3 separate regions of the Mus musculus genome follow, and regions 1 and 2 are each linked to region 3. The links are chromatin contacts, called in public Hi-C and promoter capture Hi-C maps. All regions are on one chromosome and are shown on one strand. The core of a region is the stretch at or near the end of the contact, and the rest is flanking DNA. Distances in the headings are between cores, read along the strand shown.

Region 1 (4,239 bases), core at 1,413-3,912, 170 kb after region 3:
CAGTTGGGACAGTTTATTTATTTATTTGTGTGTGTGTGCACACATGTGCACATATCACGATATGCATGTAGAGTGGATGCCAGAGGTTAATTTGCAGGAATCGGTTCCATCTACCACCATGTGGGTCCTGGGGGTCCAACCCAGCTCATCAGGCTTGCCAGCAAGTGTCTACCTGCGAGCCATCTTGTCAGTGCAGGGCAATTTGTTCCGTTTTGTTTTCCTTTTTTGAGTTTTTCAAGATGGGATTTCACTGTGTAGTCCTGACTGTCCTGGAACTCACTCTGTAGACCAGGCTGGCCTCGAACTCAGATCTCCCTACCTCTCCGTCCCAAATGCTGGGATTAAAGGTGTGAGCCACCACTGCCCGACTTGCAGGGCAATTTGTGTATGTGCAGGACAATTAGCATCATTAGGTCCCAGTCACAGCTCTGACTGGTATGACAGCCCAGCATAAGCACCCATATTTCCAAACATCTTCTGGTTCTGTAGAGTAGTCCCAGAGAGAAGGGAAGGGATTTGCTGCAGTTGTCAGTCAGTCAGTGGATAGGAAAAGCAGCCCTGGGAGTCATCCCTTGGCCTGTCTGTGCCCTTTTTGACAGTTTAATACTGATGGTCCCTGACTGAAGGTTTTTCATTTGTGATTGATTGTATGAGAACTGTACATATTTCAGCAGAAGCCATACTTGGACTGAGCACAGGGTCCCCAATGGAGGAGTTAAAGAAAGGACTGAAAGAGCTGAAGGGGTTTGCAACTTGTATTAGTCAGGGTTCTCTAGAGTCACAGAACTTATGGATAGTCTCTAGATAGTAAAGGAATTTATTGATGACTTACAGTCAGCAGCCCAATTCCCAACAATGATTCAGTCGCAGCTGTGAATGGAAGTCCAAGGATCTAGCAGTTACTCAGTCTCACGCAGCAAGCAGGTGAAGGAGCAAGAGCAAGAGCTAGACTCTCTTCTTCCAATGTCCTTATATTGTCTCCAGCAGAAGGTGTAGCCCAGATTAAAGGTGTGTTCCACCACACCTTTAATCCCAGATGAAAATCGTAGCCCAGATTAAAGGTGTGTTCCTTAAACTCGGAGATTCAATCTTCTGGAATCCATAGCCACTATGGCTCAAGATCTTCAAACCAAGATCCAGATAAGGATCTCCAAGCCTCCAGATAAGGGTCACTGGTGAGCCTTCCAATTCCGGATTGTAGTTCATTCCAAATATTGTCAAGTTGACAACCAGGAATAGCCACTACAATCCACCCCTTGTCAACTTGACACAAATAATATCTCATGTTCACATGAAACAATAACAAGGTTGTAAATACGCCTAACATGATATAACTATTCCTCGTACAATCGCAAACGCATTAGTAAATTGACAATGGGCATTCATATTACTTTATAATCCTCGTTTCTGCAACTGGTTACGTGGCCTTAATTGGTATTTATAACTACCTTCCTCTACTACCCATTCTGTATTTCCTTCTCCTTCAGCCAGTACCTCAGCAGGTCTTGGCTCTTTTCCTGGAGGATTGACCCATACCTTCATTCCTGATGGGTCTGCGTCATTTGTCATCCTGCTTGGATTAGGCTGTTGTAGTTTCCCATTATTTAGACATAGTCTCACTTTGTAGCCTGGCTGGCCTGGAACTCTCTATGTGACCAGGATGGCTACCTGGATGGCTCACAGGGATCCTCCAGCTTCTGTCTCCTGAATGCTGGGATTGAAAGTGGTGGCGCACGCCTTTAATCCTAGCACTTGGGAGGTAGAGGCAGGCAGATTTCTGAGTTCGAGGCCAGCCTGGTCTACAGAGTAAGTTCCAGGGCAGCCAAAAAACCAAAAAACCAAAAAAAAAAAAAAAAAAGCAGATGTCACCCTGCTAGGCTATAGCTCAGATTTCGAAGCTTGAGCATTTTAGTGGTCAAGCACTTGCCTCACATGCATGAATTCCTCAGTCCATTCAATCCCTAGTGCTGCAAAGGGAGAAGAAGTAGGTTGGAAGTTTGATCTTTTCCCCAGGTAGTGGTATTGGACATTGGCTACAGCTGCAGCTTCCTATCAACTGCTAACACAAGAGGAATCAGCTGGCACACTGAGCAACGCACCGCATGTAGTGCTCCGTTGGTCATCTATAGGCAGTGTTCTTTGTTTTGGTTTTGGTTTCTCTAGACAGGGTTTCTCTGTGTAGCCCTGGCTGTCCTGGAACTCACTGTGTAGACAGAGATCTGCCTGCCTCTGTCTTCCTGAGCGCTAGGATTAAAGTTGTCCCCTTCCCATAGCCTAGCCAGTGCTCTCTCTCTCTCTTCCTTATTCCTTTCTCTTTTTCTTGCTTTTCTGGAGGCAGTGTCTCATGTAACTCAGGCTAGCCTTGACCTAATCCTCCTGCCTCCACCTCTGAGTGCTGGGACTATGACCACACCTGCTTTGTTTTTTGTTTTTTTTTTTAATTTTTTTCTAATTTTATTTATTCATTATATGTAAGTACACTGTAGCTGTCTTCAGACACTCCAGAAGAGGGCGTCAGATCCCGTTACGGATGGTTGTGAGCCACCATGTGGTTGCTGGAATTTGAACTCCTGACCTTCGGAAGAGCAGTCGGGTGCTCTTACCCACTGAGCCATCTCACCAGCCCCACACCTGCTTTGTAATGATGGCTGGGGATCAAACTCAGGACTTCCTGAGTGCTAGCAGATACTTCCAACTAAGCTACACTGCCTGCCTGCCTGCCTTCCTTTCTTCCTTCCTTGGTGTTTTGCCTGTGTATATATTTGTACCATGTGTGTGCCTGCTGCCCTTGGAGGTCAGAGAGGGCAATGAATCCCTGGAACTGGAGTTACAGATGGTTGTGAAACAATATGAGGGTGCTGGGAACTGGACCTGTGTTGTTTGGAAGAGCAGCAAGTGCTTTTAATTGCTGGGCCATCTCTAGCCCAGATGTAGCTCTTTTTGGGTAAATTCTTCCCTTACCTTCTGTGGCCTCATTTTCCCTCCTTTTAAAGAAACCCCAGGTTCCCTTGCCCTGGGAGGACTGAGGGTGGTGAAGAATTGCTGTTGCTCCCAGGGCCTGCAAAGTGAGGATTTGCAGGGCCTGAAGGGGGTTGTGGGTCTGTCTGTACATCTGGGTTAGATTAATTTCGTCTTTGTTCACTCTTCATGGTTTTTGGCACTCCTAAAGTGGCAGCTTTGGTACACAACAAGAGGGAATCCTCCGTAGGCTCAACTCAAGAGGAGACTGTGTTGGGGCCTGAGCTGGGAGCTTGTACTTGATTCCTCTTTCAGTTACTTCTGAGACTTCTGGGCTTGGTCCTTTTGAAAAGAATCAGGGTCTCTTCTGGCCAGTGGTGGAAGAGTGGGAATCAGCAAGACCAAAGAGTGCAGGAGATCACGGAGTGCCGACTAAATTCTGATCTGCAGCTTCAGTGAAGTACTAGTTGGTCAGCAGTAACGGTGTTGCTGCTGCTGGAGGGTCCCTTGTCCTCAGTTAGGATGCACACGAGGGAGGGATCATTGGGGCTGTAGTTCGTTCAGTGATAGACTGTTCAGCTCTCCTGCACAGAGCTCTGGGTTTGATACCCAGCATTACAAACATCCAACCTGCTTGGCCTAAGGATTGTCCTAGTGGGAGGTACAAGGTCATGTCCATTGTGGTTGGTGGTTGCAATAGAACCGATCCCCATTTCCTGACAGAATGTGTGTTCTCATCAACTGGGGTGTCAGGCTCCTTCGACACCCTGATCACTCACTCACTTCATTTTATCTTTCTACCTAATTTTGACAATCCCATTTCACTGATGAAGCAATTAAGGCTTACAGAGGTGAACATACGCTGTTCAAGCTTAGTGCAACTAAGCAATATTAGGGTTTGAACTTTCAAACTAAGAGGCAACTGAGGCTTAGACTGAAGGACCAAGCCTGCAGATCTCGGCAGCTTGAAACTCTAGAAGCCAGACCTACAGGTTCCCGAGTGTGGTGCCCAGAAGGGATCTGCCAGGGAGTGGTTCCCTGCTCCAGCCACTGCTGACGGCTCAGGAGGACTTGCTGAGAGCAGGAGAGCAGCCTATGGTTCGGAGTAGCTGCCCTGGGTTGGGATGGATCTACTTTTGAAGAGGGCCTGGTGCTCAGAGCTAGGGTGTCAGCACAGGGCCTCTGTGCTCATCTGGAGCTGGTGGGCGTGGGTTGAAGTTCCATGTCAGGGCAGGTCATCCTCATGGCCTCCTGCCCTTAGGAAGTATCCCCACCCTGTCA
Region 2 (3,853 bases), core at 136-2,635, 200 kb before region 3:
TGACTTACCATTTTTTGACTGGTTTACTTACACCTACCCACACCCATCTCTACTGTAGAAACGTGGTATCTCATCTGAAGAAGAAGAAGGAGAGGTAGACAGTGAAGTAGAGCTACCCCCAAGTCAAAGGTGAGTGGTGCTGTAATGGCATCTTTCACTTTGGGAACTTTAAAGGACTCTACACAAGCTGTAACCATGACTCAACATTTAGGTGGCCTCAGGGCCCGAACATGCGTCAGTCACTATCTACATTCAGCTCAGAGAACCCATCAGATGTGGAGGAAGGTACAGCTAGTGAGCCTTCCCCAAGTGGCACACCAGAAGTTGGCAGTACCAACACTGATGAGCGACCAGATGAACGATCTGATGACATGTGCTCACAGGGCTCAGAAATTCCACTGGACCTACCTACTTCAGAGGTGGTCCCTGAACGTGAAGCCAGCTCCTTGCCCATGCAACACCAGGATGGCCAGGTAAGTTTGAGTTGCAACCACCAGACACTGAAAAGTGAACTGGGATCAGAAACCCAGTCATTTGAGAATCTAAAAATCATTATTCCATAACCATTAAAACAAATATCCATGTAAGTAGTAGTTGAGAATTAATGGTTCCGAGCATATAGTGCCTGATGTTTAATTTGTGTGGCAGCTTTGATGACAGTAGTCATCAAGGTATCCTAAAAGGAATCTAGCATAGTGCCTTGGACCTATGAACAGATTTAAAAAAAAAAAAAAAACTCCACTGTTAATGTAAAAGAAGGGTCCCCAAGGCTCCCCCACCTCACTGCATTTCTACTCTTCACAGGGCCCCAATCCTGAAGACTCAGACTGTGACAGCACTGAATTGGACAACTCCAACAGCATTGATGCCTTGCGGCCCCCAGCCTCCCTTCCTCCATGAAAGACACTCTTATTCCTTGTACATAGAGAAATATTTATATAAATAATATATATGCGCCACATAATCAACAGATAGATGGGGCTTTCTTAGCCTTAAGCCAGGCTTGAGAGTGAACGACGCCCCTGACCAATTACCGAATAAGTTCTGGGGACACTGGCAGCTGTGGAAATGAATGACTCCGAGTACTACCCTAGAGCTATAAAGAAAGGAAGCTGGCCCCTTCTTGCTTCACCCCATTCCTTATGTTGAACAAGCAAGTAGGCAATAGAAAAGCCAGGCTTGTCTCTATACTGTCTATCCCTGAACACTGGAGGGGCAGGTAGAGGATTCACTTAAAACTGCACTTTTATTTTCCGTTTACTGTTTACACATTTTGCACTTGGGAGGAGGGAAAGAAACTAAGGCTGGGTCATCCCTCTGAGGTTTCTCAGGTGGCAATGTAACTCATTTCTTTGTTCCTGTTTCTCTGCCCAAACCCTGGCTTTGGGCCAGACGACTAACAGCATGTGATGGCTCAGGCTGAAGAACTGGGGTGCTGTTAGTCCCCACTGTTATCTTGGTGCCTGGTAGGGGTGGGGACTGTCATATTGTAACCCCTGTGAACAACCTTGAAATATAACCACTCCATGCAGGCCCAACTGTCGAGGGTTTTCTTGGTGAATGAGTAGAGTGGTATAATACATGGTTTCAACTTGGATTTAAGATTTTATCTGAGGAATTTGGACAAGTTATTTTCTAAGTTAACATAAATGATAGCAGGTAAACTTTTCTAAATGATTTCAGAACAAGGAGGTCTCAAAACACCTATGGAGAAAACTAAATGAACAATTACTAGAACTTTAAAGTATGCAAGGTAGAACAAGGGGCAGCCATTCCCAAGTTTACTATCCTTACTATCCACGAGTTCCTGCCCAGCTCCATAAATGCACCAGCTGCTCTACAATCCTAGGGTAAGTGTAATTGTCAATCTCCGTAAACAAGTTTTCAGAGGCTACCCAGTATCATGGAGGGGGAGGTGATTGAGGGCAAATTAAAAAAATTGGAGTGGTAAAAAAGGGAAGAAAGTCCATTAATTCTATTGAAACTGAATCAGGGCTCTCTGGAAGTTAAAAGGTATAAAAATAACATCAGACAGGAACAACACCCACGTAAGTCACTGTGGCATCCAGTTTCTATTCACAAAGAAAAAGCTCCAGTCCATCTTTTAATTTTTTTTTTTGAAAAATTCCTGACATTACAGAACTAAACTGAAATGTATTAATAATCCACTCTTACATTTCCATGACAAACAAAAATTCATGAGCCAAACAAAAACAAAAACCAAAAAACAAAAGGGGGAGAAGCTTATAAAACTAAATATGGATATCTCAGCGTAACTGCTGAACAGAGAAAGGAATTAAAACACTTTAATTAAAAAATCATGAGTGGATGATAAAGTGTGTAGAAACTGAAAATTTACAAACTATTTTAAAACCTGGAGTCGCTGACTGTTCAGAAACTACACAGATGGATCATGGGTGGTGAACAGCAGGATTATGGATGGGTCTGCTCTGTTCTAGCTGCTCCCCATGCCACCTGTCTCCGAGGAAAGCCTGTAAAACACAAAGAAGAATAAGTCAGCTTACCTAGCTACAATTCATCACACCAAGGTATTTCAAGGTTTCTTAGATTAGCTAGTACCATAGTGCACAAGGTTGTTTATGTAACACCACTACAACCAAGGTTCCTGAGGTGTTCTCAGAAGAACATAACAAATGATGTTAAGTTGGTGACACTGTCTCTTCACGTTTTACTCTTTGCAAACTGAAAGCATTTCTAGAGAACATTAGGCTTCAAGGAGTTGATCCTGTCGTGTTTACACTAGAACAGCCCACCAATGTGAAGGAACTTTGTGTTGGGAGCCTAACATTTAAAGATATTATGTAATTTTAACAATACTTAAAGGGAGGAGCAAGAATAGGAACTATAGTGAAAAATTGAATTATTGTTTTCAAGCTTATAATTTTAGGACAAATACCAACAAAAAAACAAGTATCAAAGCTTCAATTCAGTTCCTTAGCTCACTCTTCAAAATCCAAAACCTGTGGCCTTACTGGTACCAAATTCTCCTTGTAAACATACCTGGCTACAGTGCCTTTCTACTTGTTTCAAATAGGTCATTTGAGGTCCTGGAATACAATTAAGCTTTGAGAGAAAGGCATTCAGTGTACATTTCATTATCACTGGGTAGCAGCAAAATGCCTCATTCTGAACACAACTAGAGGTGTCTCAGGTCCACACCACAAGCTTAACTTCACAAAGAGCCAACTGACATCCATTTGTGATGTTTGGCTTAATACCATGTGCACTAAATGTACAAATACCACAGGGGAAGGGGTATATCCCGGAAACTAGAAGTCATTCTTCAATTAAAATATGTTTTCTTTAACGTCAGAAATTATTTGTCCTGTCTATGTTACTACCGTAATGTGCCTAAACTTTAAATATACATGTGAGATCTCAAACTATGCAGAGTGAAGCCTCTCATAGGTAAAATGCAGCATAGAGGGGAATCTTTAGTTTTTTCAAAAGGAAGGAAGAGATGTTCAAGCAATGAGGACCTGCCCACAATATAAAAATGCCAGAAGTGGCAATGTCCACCTGGAATACCAATGCAGGGGAAGTGGAGAGGAGGGCACATAATCTAGCCAAATCAGTGAGCTCCAAGCTCAGTAAAAAATCTCAAAAAAGGGCTGGTGAGATGGCTCAGTGGGTAAGAGCACCCGACTGCTCTTCCGAAGGTCCAGAGTTCAAATCCCAGCAACCACATGGTGGCTCACAACCATCCGTAACAAGATCTGACTCTCTCTTCTGGAGTGTCTGAAGACAGCTACAGTGTACTTACATATAATAATAAATAAATCTTTAAAAAAAAAATCTCAAAAAATTAAAGATGACTGAGGAAAATAACAAA
Region 3 (4,104 bases), core at 579-3,078:
CCACAGGTTCTCATGTATCTCTCTCCAAGTTACGGCAAAACACAAGCCAGGCTTGGTGACACAGGCCTGTGTGAAGGCAAAAAGACAGAAGAAAAGTTCAAGAGCTTCCTGGGCTTGAGCGAATGAGCACTGTCTCAAAATAAAAAAGTGAAAACAGGCCGGGCAGTGGTGGCTCAGGCCTTTAATCCCAGCACTTGAGAGGCAGAGGCAGGTGGATTTCTGAGTTCGAGCGAGGCCAGCCTCATCTACATAGTGACTTACAGGACAGCCAGGGGCTATGTAGAGAGACCCTGTCTCAGAAATCTTTAAACATATATATAATATTTAGATAATATATAGCTTACATATTTCATACTATATATTATATATGCTTGTATATAACATATGAAGACATAGATGATATGTTATTTTTAAAAGTGAAAACAGATATAGAGATATAGCTCCGTGGTGAAATATTTTCCTGAATGCATGAGATCCTGAGTTCAATCCCCAGTATGGAAAAAAAAAATTTTTTTTAATTAAAAATTAGAGGGCTGGTGAGATGACTCAGTGGTTAAGAGCGCCAACTGCTCTTCCAAAGGTCCTGAGTTCAAATCCCAGCAACTACATGGTGGCTTCACAACCATCCCTAACGAAATTTGATGCCCTCTTCTGGAGTGTCTAAAGACAGCTACAGTGTACTTACATATAATAAATAAATGAATAAATAAATAAATAAAATTAGAATGTAAAATTTACTATAAGGAGAATGATAAAACGTAAACAAAAACCGATGTATAACTCTCCCAAACGGAGAACATAAACCAGAGTGTCCTTAGGAGATGATCACATTAGTAGCCCTAGGGGAAAAAAAAATTTTTTTTTTCAAAGACAGGGTTTCTCTGTGTAGCCCTGGCTGTCCTGGAACTCACTCTATAGACCAGGCTGGCTTCGAACTCAGAAATTCACCTGCCTGTGCCTCTCAAGTGCTGGGATTAAAGACATGTGCCACCATTGCCCGGCGGAAAAATAATTTTTTAAATAAAAATAAAAACAATAAATAAAAAGGAAAAGGAAGCCGGGCGTGGTGGCGCAAGCCTTTAATCCCAGCGCTAGGGAGGCAGAGACAGGTGGATTTCTGAGTTCGAGGCCAGCCTGGACTACAAAGTAAGTTCCAGGACAGCCAGAGCTATACAGAGAAACTCTGTCTCGGAAAAAAAGAAAAAAGGAAAAGGAAAAAAACACAGATAATCTCAGAAACTAGGTGTGTCCTGAGCCATAAAGGGTCCCACCTTCAAGTCAGGCAGCAGCTGCTGGGTCTCCTCCTTGCTGCAGAGCAGAGTGGCGAAGTTGACTCCTTTGAAGTTCCTCATGGCAAAAGTCTAGATACAACGAAATGGTTTGTAGAAGCCTGCGAAGGGTTGTAATGGAAATAACTGGAGGAAAGAAGGGATTGAAAGTTGTAGGAGGATTCAAAGGATGAAGCAGGCAAAGAATCCCACCAGAAATCCTATGCGGGGAGAGGCCGATATAAACTGGGCTCCCGTTACAAACTGACAAGTCCACTGTTCCTTCCTCCAGGACGCTCCTTGTCCTCAGTGTCCCACCAGGCCACCGCAGGGGTCTCCACAGGGTCCTGGGCGCCGAGCACACCCTTTCGGGGGCCGCCGAGCCTCCGCAGAAACGCCCCGTTTCTTCCCAGGTCAGCAATGGGAATGTCACTTACCGCGGCTTGAGCGCGCGCTCACCAGACCCTCCGTGCCTTAATTCCCTCGAAGCTGCCGTTCCTCACCGGCCTAGCAGCGTCCTCCAGCCCGAGCTCCACCAAGCACCGGGTGGGCACGCTTCGTTTTCCGCGCCAGCACCTCCTTTCAAATATCCCTAGTGACCAATCAGCGAGAAAGCGTAACGCAGGCCGGCCGCGTGGCGCTCTGGGAGTTGTAGTTTATCTGCCGCGCTGTCTGTCACGTGTTCCTGGAGGGGCGGGTACAACTCTGGACCGGAAAGACTCTGGGACACAGTCTCCTTCTTCAACCTCAGTCAATTACAGTCATTTCGCAGTTGGGTGGTCAATCACTAAGTCTTTCTTGCCTTTATTCCCTGAGCTCAGGCAGGATTTTAAATTTCAAGAGAATTAAAATAAGAAACCCACATGGCTTGCTTTGCGTTACTAGGAAAGAAAAGGTGTAATAGCCTTTGATGTATTTTTTTGTTTTTATTTTTGTTTTTTGAGACTGGTTCTCACTACGTGATCCTAGCTGTCCTGGAACTTGCTAAATAGACCAGGCTGGCCTCTAAGAGAGATCCACCTGCCTAATGCTGGGGTTGAAGGTGTACACCACCACACAGGGTCTTTGGGATTCTTTAAAACTCTGACTTTGTGGAGAGGGACACTGAAAAGGGTGCAGGGACAACCTCCGGGTTCTCCTAGGTTCTCCTCCCTCCCAAGTTTGGATTCCAGCCTACATCTTACATGGGTTGTATAAGAAAGGCTATAGAGTTGAGTGAAGAGTAAAGGGAAGAATTCATTGTGAACGTTCACAGTCTTTTGTTTTGTTTGTTTTTTGAAACAGGGTTCAAAATACTGAGCGTAGGGATTTCTGAGTTCCAGGACAGCCAGGGCTACACAGAGAAGCCCTGTCTCAGGAAAAATCAAAAGAAAGAAAGAAAGAAAGAAAGAAAGAAAGAGAGAGAGAGAGAGAGAGAGAGAGAGAGAGAGAGAGAGAAAGAAAGAAAGAGGGAGGGAGGGAGGGAGGGAGGGAGGAAGGAAGGAAGAAAAAGAAAGGGGGAGACATAGGAAGGGGAGGGAATAAGAGAAAAAACTGACATCTCCCCCACTAGAAAATTTCAGCGTGGGAATGGCAATATTTAATGCAGACACTAACAATGCCGAGCTTTTTTCTCAAGTCAGGGGCATAAGGAAGAAGCAGCCATCCTGGAAATTGACCACCTTTATCTCCTAGCCATGGCCCCTCTCCCTTATCTGCCTGCCTACCAAGTAGTCTAACTCCTGCTCTCTCAGATGCACTATAAAGTCAAGGGTGGTACCAAACATCACCCACCACCAGAGGGTAGGGAATACTTACTAAGGAGGCTGAGGAGCTAAAAAAGCTTAAAGTTCAAAGGCAGCCTGGGTTGTCTAGTGAGACCTCGTCTCAAAATCAAAACAAAACAAAAAATCTTTTTAAAAGCGGGCCTGGGGCTGGAGAGATGGCTCAGAGGTTAAGAGCACTGACTGCTCTTCCAGAGATCCTGAGTTCAATTCCCAGCAACCACATGGTGGCTCACAACCATCTGTAATGGGATCTGATGCTCTCTTCTGGTGTGTCTGAAGACAACTATGGTGTACTCCTACACATAAAAGAAATAAATAAATATTAAAAAAAAAAAAAGCGGGCCTGGAGAGATGGTTCAACAGTAAACAGCAATGGCTGCTCTCCCAGAGGGCCTCTGTTCAATTTCCAGCACCCACATGGTGGCTCACAGCTCTCTAACTCCAGTTCCAGGGATCTGGTCCATTTGGGTAGCAGACACAGACATGGTACCCAGGCATATGTAGAGACAAAAACACCTATAAACATAAGTATAACAAATTAATTTTTAAAACGAACAGTATTTGTTACAAGGTGGGCCTGTTAATTCAAAACTATGATCCTAGATACTGGGGAGCCTGAAGCAAGAGGATCTTGGGTACCAAGAGTGAACTACAGAGGGAGTTCAAGGCTAACACAAGCCATTTAAACCATTTCAAAATAAAAAGTAAGAGGACTAGAGAGATGGGTCAACAGTTAAGAACACTTGTAGCTCTTCCTGAGGATCCAGGTTTGGTTCCCAGCGCCCTCATGGTGGCTCACAACCACCTGTAACTCCAGGGATCATATGTCCTCTTCTGACCCCTTCTGGCACCAGACACATATGGTCATGTATGCACATGGAGACAAATAACTCATAAAAAAATAAATAAACAGGCCTTTAAAAATAAATGAATAAAAATTAAAAGTGTAAAAGAGGGCTGTGGATGTAGCTCAGTGATTAGAGCAGGTGCCCGACATAGACAAGGCCCTAGGTTCTAATAATAAGTGCCACAGTAAATCAATCAATAATGATTATAGACATTTCCAGGAT

Evidence for each region. Promoter capture Hi-C pulls out the DNA fragments that hold promoters and counts their contacts. Hi-C and Micro-C count contacts between places; a contact is called where the count stands out from the background.
Region 1: a contact with region 3 is called in a promoter capture Hi-C map of stem cell-derived epiblast-like cells, with 2.9 times the contacts expected there. The contact joins the enhancer-like site here to the promoter of Espl1 in region 3. A contact is called at or near these places in 20 of 39 promoter capture datasets (the 3T3-L1 cell line, 3T3-L1-derived adipocytes, the C10 cell line and 13 more), 2 of 484 Hi-C or Micro-C datasets (embryonic stem cells and nephron progenitors), 3 of 115 datasets of contacts at active chromatin or transcription factors (craniofacial prominence, embryonic stem cells and extraembryonic endoderm stem cells) and 4 of 9 other capture datasets (adipose tissue, embryonic stem cells, liver and 1 more).
Region 2: a contact with region 3 is called in a Hi-C map of bone marrow-derived macrophages, with 4 times the contacts expected there. The contact joins the enhancer-like site here to the promoter of Espl1 in region 3. A contact is called at or near these places in 18 of 39 promoter capture datasets (the 3T3-L1 cell line, 3T3-L1-derived adipocytes, the C10 cell line and 10 more), 15 of 484 Hi-C or Micro-C datasets (CD8 T cells, the G1E-ER4 cell line, bone marrow-derived macrophages and 5 more), 3 of 115 datasets of contacts at active chromatin or transcription factors (embryonic stem cells and extraembryonic endoderm stem cells) and 4 of 9 other capture datasets (adipose tissue, embryonic stem cells, liver and 1 more).

What each region holds. Positions count from the first base shown.
Region 1 is chr15:102,120,839-102,125,077 of GRCm38.p6, reverse strand. The region is part of intron 6 of Spryd3 (SPRY domain containing 3); the gene reads left to right. Among named protein-coding and RNA genes, the nearest start is that of Spryd3, 13 kb to the left of the region's middle. Within about 2 kb of position 2,662, at least 3 of the 459 cell types and tissues checked have an H3K27ac peak or open chromatin away from gene starts, as enhancers often do.
Region 2 is chr15:102,497,128-102,500,980 of GRCm38.p6, reverse strand. It overlaps Pcbp2 (poly(rC) binding protein 2), which reads right to left. Exons shown (of 15, transcript NM_001103165.1): 15 at 922-2,492. The coding sequence ends at 2,456. It overlaps Map3k12 (mitogen-activated protein kinase kinase kinase 12), which reads left to right. Exons shown (of 16, transcript NM_001163643.1): 14 at 59-129; 15 at 212-473; 16 at 805-3,334. The coding sequence ends at 900. Among named protein-coding and RNA genes, the nearest start is that of Map3k12, 18 kb to the left of the region's middle. Within about 2 kb of position 1,385, at least 9 of the 459 cell types and tissues checked have an H3K27ac peak or open chromatin away from gene starts, as enhancers often do. A contact at or near this core is called in bone marrow-derived macrophages and trophoblast stem cells, where this site is marked.
Region 3 is chr15:102,294,017-102,298,120 of GRCm38.p6, reverse strand. Espl1 (extra spindle pole bodies 1, separase) reads right to left here and starts at 1,828. Exons shown (of 31, transcript NM_001014976.2): 1 at 1,706-1,828; 2 at 1,272-1,361. The coding sequence starts at 1,352.